2 separate regions of the Mus musculus genome follow, and region 1 is linked to region 2. Evidence: chromatin contacts called from public HiChIP or PLAC-seq data. All regions are on one chromosome and are shown on one strand. Each heading gives the region's core, a stretch centred on a gene start, on an enhancer-like site or on the middle of the called end of the contact. The rest is flanking DNA. Distances are from core to core; before and after follow the strand shown. Region 1 overlaps Clic5 (chloride intracellular channel 5). Region 2 holds the start of Slc25a27 (solute carrier family 25, member 27).

Region 1 (6,817 bases), core at 865-3,364, 570 kb after region 2:
ACTCAGGCTTCTGCCTTTGTTTTCTTTCCAGGCTGGGATCGACGGGGAAAGCATTGGCAACTGTCCCTTCTCTCAGCGTCTCTTCATGATCCTCTGGCTGAAAGGAGTCGTGTTCAATGTCACCACCGTGGATCTGAAAAGGTAAAGGACCCTGTGTTCATGAGGGGACATCTAGCGCAAGGAAGAGTCAGATGGAATGAGAGCAAATCCAGGGCCATCCTGGGGCTCCAGGAAACCTCGGATGAATCCCATCTCATTGCCCAGAACTGTTCCCAGGGCCCAACCCAGCTCACAAAGGAGGCTAAAAGAAACATAACCAGAACCTCCCTCAGGGCTGTGCTTCACTACCCTGGTTGGCATCCGTTGATTAGCAAGAAGAAAAGAGAAGGGAAGGCAAGGGCACACAACAAGTGTCTGCCTCAAGGATGGGCACAGGCGTATAAAAACATATATCACAATAGCACAGGCGTTAGGTCTGCAGGACCCTGGTGGGCTTCAGCACTGACAGCTGAATTTTCAGGGAATTAGAATCAAGACCTTTACTGAGGATTTGTCTTGGCTTTCAGAACACCTAGTGGGAGGGTTCTGGACCCGAGGACTGCATGTACAGGCCCTAAGAGGCGAAACATACAGCTTGATTGTGTCTATTCCTTTGCACTCCTGAGTTCCATTGTATTCATAGTTACCTGTTGTGCTAAGGATCTAACTTGGGGCTCCCTGCATGCCGTTCAAGTGCTGTCACTGAGCTATAGTCTGGGTCCTCTGAGTAGACGTAGAAGGTGTCTTAACTCCGTGGCGGCTAACAGTGTCCAGCAAAGCTTGGCCACGTCCTCCAGCCCATGGTGGAAAGGCTTCCAAAACAGCCTACTCTGTTCAGGTCTAATGCTCCTCCCTGGGTCCCATCTGCCCTCGGGGCTGCTCTTGTTCCCAGAAGCTCCTGGTAAGAGGCTTCTTCTACATTCGTCAGGCTTCTCCTCCTCGTTCCTCGGAACTTGAGAATCTCCTGCCTCTAGGCTCAGTTTCAGTCCCAACTTCTTGGGAAGGCCTCTGTAACCCATCACTGTCCGGAGTGGCCTCCCTTGAAACTCACCTAGGTCCGATCTGAGCTTCCTCAGGCGGAGTCATCCTTTAGTGCCTTACCTCGTCGTAACATCTACAACTCCAATGCTTCCTAACTGCTGATGGCTTTCCCCTGCAAAATCCCGTGATAGGTACTTCATAAGGGAAATTCCAGCATTCTATATTAGACAAGGAAGCCGAGCAGACCCACTGAGGTCTCCTACCAGCTGGAAATAGAGGGGCTGCTGCTAAGATCCTAGTGTCTGGCACAGTAAGGGAGCATGTACCTCCCATGCAGCCTGTGTCTGTAACAACTAAAACGAGCAGGATCCCAGAGCCTGGGCAAGGAGCTTCCTTTCCGAGAGACCAGAGTCTTTAGATTCTCATCCGTAGGAGAGAACTCTCACTAGAGTTCCAAGCTGGAGCTCAGGCAGGGGACGGAGTCTCTCGGGCATCTTAAGGATGCTTCTGCTTCTCTCACACACATTATCAGACCCAGTCCTGCCGACATCCCTCTAAGGCTGCCTTGGTGGTCACCTTTGTTTACAGCACTATCCGCACGCACACAAATACTAATTCCTATGAAAACTGATCTTATCCCAGTTTTTAATCCGAGAGAGTGCTGTTAGGGGTTTAAAGAGGTGGGCCATGGGTTTATGTTTAGGATTCTACTTGGCTTGCTGCACGAACTTGAAACCCGGCGCCCCTCATGGAGCTGTGAATCAGGGAGCTAAAGAAAGGATGAGGCCCGTGAAATAATTCACAAATCCAATCTGGAGACATGGAATTCTGTAATTTCAATTCCAACTGCGGGGGTGGGAGCTGACTGAGAGAGGAAGGGGTGGCGCTGGCCAGCATGCTTTTGACAATGCCCAGCTTCAGGAGCCAGAAGTGGCATGTCCCAAAGGTGTCAGAACCTAGCAGCCAAAGTACCCCCAGGATCCCAGAAACGAAACCACACTGCTGCCCCGTCACAAACAAAACCACACTGCTGCCCCGTCAACAGACTAACAGACCGCTGTGTCTTTAAGCCACAGTAACTGCTCCAAAATAAGACCAGAGAGGACTTCCTTCCTGGCCAGTGTCAGTTACAAAACAGGAGCAGCCTGCAAAGAATGTCCTCTCTTTATGTGAGGGGAGGGACGCACACTGAGTCAACAAGGAACTAAGTAAATTAGTCTCAGTTGTTTGAGTGTCACAGAAGGAGGCTGGAGAGCAAGCAGCCTGTTGGGAGTGACTTGGGAGCTGTCACTGGAATTCTTGTCGTCCCCTCCCTAGCTGATTAGACCAGGAATTTGTCTCCTCACAGAAGCCTCTGCCCCCTCTCGTTGACATTTTACAGTTTCTCCATCTCATATTTTCTGCTCCAGTGGCCACAAAGAATGTTGCAAACTCAGAGAATGGAAACTCCCATGGCTGCCCTGAGACTCCTGCGTGAGCCCTACCCTGTTTCCTCAGTACAGCCGGGAGTCTCCACTTCCTGTTGCTAAGCCACACCCCCACCCCACCCCGTCCCCTCCTTCCTTGATACTGGCTCAGGAATTTGACCACCTGGCAGGAGGGATTTTAGAAGCACACCACATCACTGGCACTAACAGACGCAATGTCCTTCTTGCGTTCTTGACGTACCTTCCCTGTGGCACTCAATATACTAAGTATCCAGCACCGACAGGGACCACACCAGGCACTGTTGAGGGCTGAGTCTAGAAAGTTCGATTGATTACTCCTTGTTCATTCATTGGATGCATGCTCCACATTGCTGTACTCTTCCCTAACATCTTCCCCTGCCTCTCTGGATCACGAGGACCTCAGCATCTCCCTCTCCCTGATGCATGCAGTGTCTCCTGTGTGCGCTGCAAAGGTGGTGAGGTTCCCGACACTGGGTTATCTTAGATTTAAGAGTGACTGCGAGCAGCATAGCAAGATACCTTTCTTGTTTATGCTTTGGTATGGAGTCCGGGATGGAACCAGGGCTTCACACATACTAGGCAAGGGCTTGCTATTTCAAACCGGCTCCCTCTTCGTACTTTCTGTTTTGATATAGATCTTGCGAACTTTCCCAGACTAAACCTGAGTTCACTCTGGGAGTCCAGGCTGGCCTTGAACTTGAGCTCTTTCTGCCTCAGCTCACTTGTCTAGTTGGGACAAGCGGGCCTGTATTCTCTCTTCAGAAGGACTGAGTTTGGCAAGGTAGCCTTCATCTATAAGGTTTTACTGGTCCCGGGAAAACCTGAGACAAAAGGAAACTGCTTTCCTCAACATGAGTCATTGTGTTTACTCAAGTCCTACTAGATAAATGAAGTTGTGACTCCTTGGAATTGGATTATTTATAACTATAAGTACCCCTTAAGTGCCCTCAATCTTTATTGTAAAAGATTCCATTTCTGACTGGGGAGATCTTCAATTTACATATATTAAATTAATTTTAAAAATCTTTCACAAAACAACTAAGTTTTAGTAAAATTAAAATCATAATGGTTATATTTTTTAAAAATGTGTGCTCAAATTAAGATTAAAAACAGTAAATGGTGAAGTATGTTGGATTATTAACTGGTTTCCTGTAGGATAGCTGCCTACTGGTCCCTGGCATTCATTGAAAAGCACAAACTTTCATAATTGGGTTGGAGTTTTTTCAATATCAGACCAACTTTTGAGTTCTAATTTCACAGTTAAAGTTAACCCTTTTTAAATTTAATTTTTTATTATACATGTGTGGCTGATTTGCCTGCATGTGTGTCTGTTCACTGTGTGTGTGCAGTACCTGAAGGGGCCAGAAGAGGGCATCAGTCCTCCTGCAACTGGATTTACAGGCAATTCTGAGCTGTTAGCTGCCTTGTGGGTTTTGGAAACTGAATGTAGGTGTTGGGAACTCTTTGTCTGTTTGATTAATTTCCGAGACGGTATTCTAGTCTGTAGCCCAAGCTGGTATCACAATGGTAGCAATCCCCCTGCTCCAGCCTTCCAAGCTCTGGGATAACAGGAATGGATGGACCACCAAGCCCAGCTCATAGTTCTTGATGTAGAACCCTTAGCCATAGCCTCCCTGATGTTTCCTGATCTGCAATATTGAACGTAGGCCTCTGGACCTAACCCCATGAGTTTTCACCAGGGTCCATTGGTTAAACAGCAATAATGCTCCTTGAACACACTGACTTCATCCAACAGTCTGGTTTTCAATTACTAGTTCCCTCTCTCATGGATCCTCCATGCCAGGGATCATTTAGAGGCAAATTATATGTGTGTATATTTGTGAAGTCTAGGAAGAGATTGAACAATATTAGATGTTAATTGCTACATATTAAAATGTATGTTACTCAGAATGGGAGCATTGGAACTTGAAGAAGTCCCCAAAACACACACACACACACACACACACACACACACACACACACACATGCATATAGTAATATAGTATTCAAATACATTTAGGATCCAATGTGTTACTTATTTTTGTTTGTGGAGGCCAGTTAACCGCTGAGCCATTTCTTCAGCCCCGCTGTGTTAATTTGTCAAGCCTGGAATTGTGTGTTTTGTTGGAATAATTAGTAAGAGGGCATTTGGAAGCACAGTCCTGTGCAGTTAAAGCCGGGAGCTAATTTAGACGGTCACCATGATCCTCTCCGGGCTTTTCAGTTGTGTTCAGCTTCCACTTGTGAGTTACTTCTGCCATTTTCTTCCTGTGGATGAGTTTTCGGTTTCACACCACAGGCCCACAGAGCTCTATCCAGCTCCTACTGTCTCACACCTAGTACCACAAATCTGGTTATGCTACAAGCATGTTGATTAACCCCAGACCAGAGTTCATGCCATAGGCTTCTCAGAACCAGAGGGACAATGGTTCACACCATCACTGGAATCTTACTCTCTCCACAGAAAGCCAGCCGATCTACACAACCTGGCTCCTGGCACGCACCCGCCCTTCCTGACCTTCAATGGGGATGTGAAGACAGATGTCAACAAGATTGAAGAGTTCCTGGAGGAGACCCTAACCCCCGAGAAGTAATGAGCTGGTTCTTTACAGACCTATGGACAGGGAGAGAGTTAGCTGTGGGAAGGTAGATTTCCAGTGGGGCTGCTTCAGTTTGAGGTTAGCAAAATGGAATGCCAATCTCAGAGTGGGTGCATTAAGGCAAGTTACCCATAGGTATTGCCAGTCAGTTCCTACAGAGTGCCTTTAGGGGACCTGGGAAGATCTCCCTCTCTCCCCTCCCCCTCCCCCTCCCTCTCCCCCTCCCCCTTCTCCTCCCCTCCTCCTCTCTCTTCCCGTCCATCTTTCCCTCTCCTCCATCTTTCCCTCTCCCTCCCCCTCCCCTCCCCTCCCCCTCCATCTTTCCTTCTCCCTTCCCCCCTCTCTCCCCACCAGCCTTATTCTCCTGAAAAGCTCAAGATTGTGCAAACTTCTTCATCTTCAGTAGAAGGGATAAAAGGCTGATGTAATGATGACAAACCAGGAAACTGAGACCACACCAGGAGCCATAAGTCTGAGCAAGCCACATACATACATACATACATACATACATACATACATACATACAAATACAGATTGGGACTGGCAGGTGTAGGAGCTGAGAGTTCTCACGGGGGCAGATTAGCTATTGCTGATACAAGAGGAGGTAAGAGACATAGTCTAAAAGATGGCCGAGTCTGGGGTCATTAATTGCAGAATACAGTAATCAGAGATGAAAACAATCCTACCTCGTTGTTACACTGGAAACCCCGGCGTTCCTGACAGAGTCAGGCATGAGCTCAGTGCTGCAGGGTCGCCACGGAAGGATCTTCAGCTGTAAGATCTGTAAGCTGGGCCGTTGTCAGCTGTAAGACTTTCCCTGGCTGCTGGGAAGGGAAGCCGTGTAAAAGGGTTGGGGATACGGCTCGGTTGGTGCAATCCTGTCACACGAGAAGCCCTGAGTTCCTGCCCCAAGGACATGCCTGCATTCTCAGGAAGGGAAGCAGAGTTAGAATACAATCATTTTTTCTGTGTTTCTCTCAAAGTTCTGTTTACCTGTCAGCAAATGTTGCTCCTGGGCTGTGTCAGGCGCTGAGCTCTGTGAGGCACATCACACTCTCACCAGCTCTGGTACCTGGGAGAAAGGGCTGTCCTTATCCTTGTTTTATGGTCTGGTACAGTGGGATAGCCCATGGTAACCAATGGTGCCTTACTGTTGGATGATTACTGGTCCCTGATTCCCTAAGAAAGCCTTAAGCAAGAAACCACGCTCCCTTAAGAGCATCCTTTGTCATCATATTAGGACAGGTCATTTTCACACTGAGGGGGAAGTGGCCTGTGGCCATTTTTTTTAAAAAAGATTTATTTACTCATTTTATATATGTGAGTTCAATGTCCCTCTCTTCAGACACACCAGAAGAGGGCATCGGATCCCATGACCCATGGTTGTGAGCCACCATGTGGTTGCTTAGAAGTGAACTCAGGATCTCTGGAAGAGCATTCAGTGTTCTTGACTGCTGAGCCATCTTTCCAGCCCTGGGTACAGACTTTGAATAAGGGAATAAGTTCAATCAACAGCGAGCCACACATGTCGCCTAACAGGTGGCAGCTAGAAGCCCAGTGTGTCTTCAAACAGAACACCAGACAACTTCTGGGGTGGATGTGTCCCAAAGGGGCTGACTCCTCACTCCTTGCTCTCCTGGGACTCAGCCTCATTTGTTGCTTGTACTAGTTGCAAATTCCACATGAAAACCTGCTTTCACTGACTCGGGCAGAGTCCAGACAATGCCTGGTTAGGTTATTGTTGTCTCT
Region 2 (6,309 bases), core at 1,485-3,984:
GTACAATCTCACGCCTTCCCAAATCTAAAATTCCCTGCCCCAAAGCATCCCCAGATACAAAGGCAAAACAAAATAATCCCACAAAAGCAGGGCAACCCTTGATCTCTTTTTAATAAAAAAAATTAATCTCAAACCCAATTTAGTTTTCCCAATGAGAAACAGCTTCAAGTATCCCCGTTCTGTCTCCTTGACCATAGCCACTATCATTTGAGATCTAATACAAATTTAGAACAAATTTAAAGTGGAATTCTATGATTTTTATAGGTTCTTCTTCCCCGAGAATGAATCACAGGACTGATGTTTGAGATGGAGAAGATGCAATGAGGTTGGAACATCTTCTGTATACAGGGGTAGCAATGTTCTTCAAACTGAGGCAACTTCTGAACGGATAAGTTTTATACATGGCCTATTCATGAGTTCTTTGTAAGTCGCAACTTTAGTTAACTGGAAAATTTGCTTATATGTTGAATTAGAGACAGTTTATCTTGATCTGAAAGCCTATTCTAGCTACTTGGTCCATCATACACTTCGTACACACAATACCCTGAAGAACTCTTAAGAAGGATATGGGGTCAAGCTCATGAACATCGCTTAGAGTACACAAAGATTTTCAGTGACCGCTGCCTGATCCACGATCCATGAATACCTTTCCAAAGACAGGAGAGGGGGCGGGGAGGGGGATGTGTTACATCTTTCCATTAGGTTCTGGAAAAGTTGCTAACCAATAATGTCCCTAAGATGTTTTCTTATCTTGCATATATATGGAGTCTTAAAAAGTTTCCAGTGGTATACACACACACACACACACACACACACACACACACCTTAAAAAGTGTCTTATCAACACATGAAACTGAGCAAAGTATGAAGAGGCAAGAGCTCTAAGTACAAATGCTGCTTCTCAGAACACATGTTTTCTTCCTTCCTTTTCCTTTGGTTACCTTGTGGCTGGGGCATTCGTGCTGAATCAGTGTGAACTCCCCTTTACCAACTAACTTTGATCCCTTGGCCTTCTGTCCCTATTCTTCACCCGTTTCTCCCCAACACATTTCACAGGACCGTTTCTGGACAAGCCACTGAGCTTTCAGGGAGCCATCAAACCACTAATGCAGCTCATCACTCGGCTGACTCGTTTTAGATGTCTTTAGAAGCTGGTGAATTTTATTTAGGAAAATCAATGATTAAGGAAAATAAAATTGTGTTAGCTTTGATTAGAAAGAAGACAAATAGATGGGCCAAAGGCAAGAAAGGAAGAGTCTAAAGGGCAAAGCAATAGGTAGTGTGCTGGCTATGCTAGGCATAAAAATAAATAAAGCTCCGCTAGAGACGGTTGGATAACATTTTCAAATAACTAATGCACCAGAGACATTTTCCTTTTTCTTTCTTTCTTTTTTTAATGGACAAAAAAATGTAAGGGTAATCTCAAATAGCTTCACAGAGACCACAGGTTGTACTCAAAACCTCCCTGCCCCCTTCCTGAAAAACAACAACAACCACAACAACACCCCCACCCTTTGCTCATGCCATAGTGCCGTAATCCACTTTAGGTGGTCTGTTTATTTACTTATTTATTTATTTGTTGTTGTTGTTTGTTTCTTTGAACTCACTTAGGCAGATGGATCTGTCTTGTTTTGTTTTGTTCCTATAATGTTCTTGGAACACACAGAAATAGCTTCTCTGCAACAGGCAGCAGCTGTAAATAAATGTCTTTCTCTGCATGTGCCACCCCCCACCCGCCACCCCACTGAGCCTGGAAGAAGGCCACACTGGGGTTTTTTGCAATTGTATATCCAGGACCCACTACTGCATCAACTGGAATAATGCTGCCCCTACCTTGCATTTACCACATATAAAAATTACTTCTCAGAATTCCCCTTAACGGGTATAGGCTCAGAGAAGTGATGTGGCTGACTGGCATTAAGCAAATGTTCCAGAGGGATGGTTAACAATTGGAGTCCCTCAAGGTAGGACTCACTGTCCCCCTTCCCCCAACTCAAATCTTAAAGACTCCCGAGGCAGCATAAGACTATAAACCACAAAAAACGATCCCAGGGAGGATGAAAAAGAAAAAAACAAACCAAAACCAAACCAAAAAACTGTGAACAAATGGATTATGGTTCTATAAAGGTCATCCTTACGAAAGGGGAAATGTTTCCTAGAGAGGTATAGGGCTCATGAAGAGCCCAAGAGTACTCACTCAGGCATAAGACAACATCCCTGGGGATGGGAAGACAAGGACCCTGGACACCTCCAATCCACGCTCCTCCCGAAGCTGGCCTACTGGGCACCTGACCACATCCTTGCGAGGGTCCAACCTCTGAAGATGCACTCCAGCCAGGAGTGAGGCTGCCCGCCCATCCCTCCCCCAGCACGATGCCGCAGCCACTCGCTGGGGAGGCCGAGGCGGGGGCGGCCGGTACCTAGCTCGGCCACGGTTGCGGCGCAGCCGGACAGTAGGAACTTGCTCGTCCGGGGCCATCTCTGCGTGAGCGGCAGCAGCTTCTCCTCCTCGGCGATAGGCATTCAGCAGCAAGTCAGGACCACTGGGCACCGCTGGTCGCCTGGGAACCTGCCACCCTGCCGGCGCCGCCCCTTTTCAGCCCGAGAGAGGTCAGGTCAGGACCATGTGCCTTTATTACGCTCTGCAAAGGCGCCGCCCGCCTGGTAGCTGGACCGGTCCGGCGGCCTCAGGTGCTGAAAAACAAAGCCGCACCCAAGAGGCTTCTGGGAAATGTAGTTCTTGGGGGCTCAGCGACTTCTCTGATTGGCTGGTAGCTAGGCGCCCGCTGCAAACAGCTAGTTTACTCGAGCTCCGCCGCCTCAGGATGTGTTCCCGCCTCCTCCGTCCCAGCCCAGCCCAGCCCAGTTCAAATCAAAGCTTTTTTTTTTTTTTTTTTTTTTTTTTTTTTTCTCATAATTTGAAAGCCGTGGGAAGGTGGAAGATAGCCACAATGCAAAAATCACACAAAAACTGGGGCGGGGCAAAGGAACCACAGTTACGCAAGAGAATTTGTTTAAAAAGTTTCTCGGCTCAGAGTTTGCAAAACTGGGCGCATTTTCCTCAGTCGGCGGGGGACTAGGAGATTCCCCTGGAGAAGGACGTTTTCAAACGTCTGTTGATTCTGGAAGATGGGCATTATGGAGTTATTCTCACCAATAGCAATCGCCGTTCTGGGAAGCTGTGTTCTTTTCTTATTCTCTCGGTTGAAGAATTTGCTTGGACCCCCGTGCATCCAAGGCTGGATTCCCTGGATTGGAGCTGGACTTGAGTTTGGGAAAGCCCCTCTTGAATTTATAGAAAAAGCAAGAATCAAGGTATGTAGCAGTGACAGGGAGTTTGGAGGGAGGTAGTATTTCCTTTTCTAATTTTTCTTTTATTAAACTCAGTGTTGGAACATTGGGCATACACATACTTCCGGCAATTCGTCTACTCTGTTTCTCTACATACCTTGTTGGAAATAGTCAGGTCTTTTGACTGTTAGTAATTCCCTGCAGTTAATTCTAAGTGGGTGTTTATTAACATTGCAGATGTAAGCTTGTAGTTTGGGGGCGGCGACAGAAGAGTTTCCATGATTTCAGTTTGTGAAAACGAGTAATAAATTTGTATCACAAGTAGAGGTAACTCTACGATTTTATAAAACTTGATTTGCTAAATTGATCTTTACAGATTAAAAGCTCCCCAATATTCTTTCTTTCTCTCCCCATCCCTACCACCAGATACTATTTTATTGGTGAGTTCCTCCCTCCCTTATTCCCTGCCCTGAGGAAATAAGTAATGGATTCCACTGTAAGGGTTTTTTTTTTTTTTTTTTTTCCCATAAAGCAGCTACTGAATGTTGAACAGTTTAGAGAAGGCACTTTTACTGGCTGGCCTTTTAATTTCTATTCATATTTTGGCGGCCAAGATCTTACTGTGGTTTTGGTTGGGAAGCCAGCATGGTGGATGAAGTGCTTTCTGCAGCAACCACAAAAACCTGAGTCCATACCTCAACCCCTCCAGGTTCAGTGAGAGAGGCTTTGTCTCAAAAACTGAGGTGGAGGGCCAGCAAGAGGGCTCGGTGGGTAAAGGTGTCTGCTGCCAAGCCTGGCATCTTGAGACTGAACCTTAGAACCCACATGGTGGAAGGAGAGAATCAGCTCTCTCAGATTGTTCTCAGACCCCCACATGGGCGCTGTGATACACACATGCCCATATTCCATGTAAACACAATATATGAATAATATTTTCTTATCATTTAGTATTTCTTCTAGCCCTCCCCCACTTCTGTGTGTGTACACTCATGTGTTGGTGTTCTAATCCATGCATGAAGGACTACATGGAGTTCAAAGGTTTGCACCAGGGTGTCTTCCTAGTTTGTTTTTCCACTACATTTTGTTGGGACAGGTCCTCAAACTGCATCTGGAGCTCATCCAGTCAGCTAAGACTGGCTGTTTAACAAGCCTCTGGGAACTGCCTGTCTCTGTCTCCCTGGCTTCTGGAGAATTAGGGATGCGAGCTTTTATGTCTGGGTTTTGCCTGGGGTCTGGGGATTTGAACTCTGATCCTCATGTTGGCACAGCAAGCACTTTGTCCACTGAGCCATATTCTAGTCTTTGATGGCTGTATTTCATCAAATAAGGATAAGATATTTTATTTAAATTCCAGTAGTTGGGTGATATGGGTTGCTGCTAACTGCTTTTCGTTGTTTCAACCATTCCCTCAATGGATATTCTTATGTGCATGCAGTTGAACATTTAAAACTTATCTGTGTTGAGGCGTGCATAGCTGTAGCCATCTTGTTCCACGCCTGCCAGCTACTTTATATGGGTGCTGTAATATGCCTGTCAGTCACTGATGCACAAAAATAACTCGACTAAGAATAGGGTCATGATGAAAACATACCCTGTTAAGTACTGCATGAGATTTGTTAAGCCTAACAAATTCCACCACTATAAGCTTCACTTAGGACCTATGAAATTAAAGGTCAATATGAACTGTGATGTTTAAAATGGCTGGAGTCAGGGCCGAACTCTGGGCAGCTTTCCAGGACCTGAGCATGAGCTCCTTGTGTTTTTCTGGTTTTAGCCTTTAGGCCCTGAGAAATGTCCAGAGTGAAGCATTCAGCTCTCGAGCCTGAGCTTTGTTGCTCTGGTTGATCAGTCATGGTGTGTGATCAAGAAACCATTTCTGTTTAACTGAGATCAGTATTCATGGGGTTTGTGGGGTGACTCCTGGACCCCAACAATTTGACTGTTTCCTCAGGATAAACTCCAAAGATAGACTTGCTTGTGGGGAAATACACAATTTATTTTTTTAATGATTGCATTGTGTTATTATTTTACTGCTTTGAAAAAGATGTAATATATACTTTTAATCTTTATTTAGACGTAAAATGTGCTTATATTAAATTCTGTACCATACTGGATACCATAATTATGTGAAATGTTTACTAGTCTAGTGCATGAAAGATGAAGAAGGATCTTTCCTAAAAGTATTTCTTTGTTTCCCACAGCCTTCCATGGGCATAGAAGTTTAGTAATTTGTAAGGAATGTTTGAAAAGGCTATCTCAGATCAAATATGTGTGAGTGTTCTGTAGTTTTCTGGGTCAAACGAAACAATGAGAGTCTACCATTATGTTATGTGACACAGTGTGTGTGTGTGTGTGTGTGTGTGTGTGTGTGTGTGTGTGTATTTTTTCTCTAAAAAGCTATAGCACCATTGATGTTTGAATCCTAGAAGATGATTTTTAAGACTTATTACATGGTCAGGATAATAGAAAGTGCATCAGAGACCTTTAACCATGTAAACTAACTCAAAGTTAGTAAGACTCAAAGCAGGAATAATCACCCACCCACACATTCCCTAACCCACCCACAAACAAAACACAGAAGGATAAAAACCTGAACCAGCATTTTTTTAAATTAGATATTTTCTTTATATACATTTCAGGATATTACATATCCTGAAAGTTCCCTATACCTCCCCCCACCCTGCTCCCCAACCCACCCACTTCCGCCCTGGCTTTCCCCTGAACTGGAGCATATAATCTTTTCGAAAGTCCAAGGGCCTCTCTTCCCATTGATGGCCAACTAAGCCATCTTCTGCTACATATGCAACTAGAGACACAGCTCTGGGGCATACTGGTTAGTTCATATTGTTGTTCCACCTATAGGGTTACAGACCCCTTTAGCTCCTTGGGTACTTTCTCTAGCTCCTTCATTAGGGGCCCTGTTGAACCAGCATTTTTTTGCTTCTTTGTTTGATACAAGTTCTTACAGTTTGATTAGTAGCCTGGCCTGGCCTTGAACTTAAAGCCCCCCAATTTGAG

Evidence for each region. HiChIP or PLAC-seq counts read pairs in DNA pulled down with a chosen protein or histone mark.
Region 1: a contact with region 2 is called in a FOXA1 HiChIP or PLAC-seq map of pancreatic cancer cells. The contact joins the enhancer-like site here to the promoter of Slc25a27 in region 2. A contact is called at or near these places in 4 of 39 promoter capture datasets (the 3T3-L1 cell line, the C10 cell line, cranial neural crest and 1 more), 1 of 115 datasets of contacts at active chromatin or transcription factors (pancreatic cancer cells) and 2 of 9 other capture datasets (adipose tissue and pancreatic islet).

Annotation. Positions count from the first base shown.
Region 1 is chr17:44,237,102-44,243,918 of GRCm38.p6, forward strand. Clic5 (chloride intracellular channel 5) reads left to right here. Exons shown (of 6, transcript NM_172621.2): 2 at 32-141; 3 at 4,933-5,058. Among named protein-coding and RNA genes, the nearest start is that of Clic5, 52 kb to the left of the region's middle. Within about 2 kb of position 2,115, at least 227 of the 459 cell types and tissues checked have an H3K27ac peak or open chromatin away from gene starts, as enhancers often do. A contact at or near this core is called in adipose tissue and pancreatic cancer cells, where this site is marked.
Region 2 is chr17:43,664,480-43,670,788 of GRCm38.p6, forward strand. Slc25a27 (solute carrier family 25, member 27) reads right to left here and starts at 2,735. Exons shown (of 9, transcript NM_001357122.1): 1 at 2,421-2,735. The coding sequence starts at 2,523. Cyp39a1 (cytochrome P450, family 39, subfamily a, polypeptide 1) reads left to right here and starts at 2,893. Exons shown (of 12, transcript NM_018887.4): 1 at 2,893-3,315. The coding sequence starts at 3,130.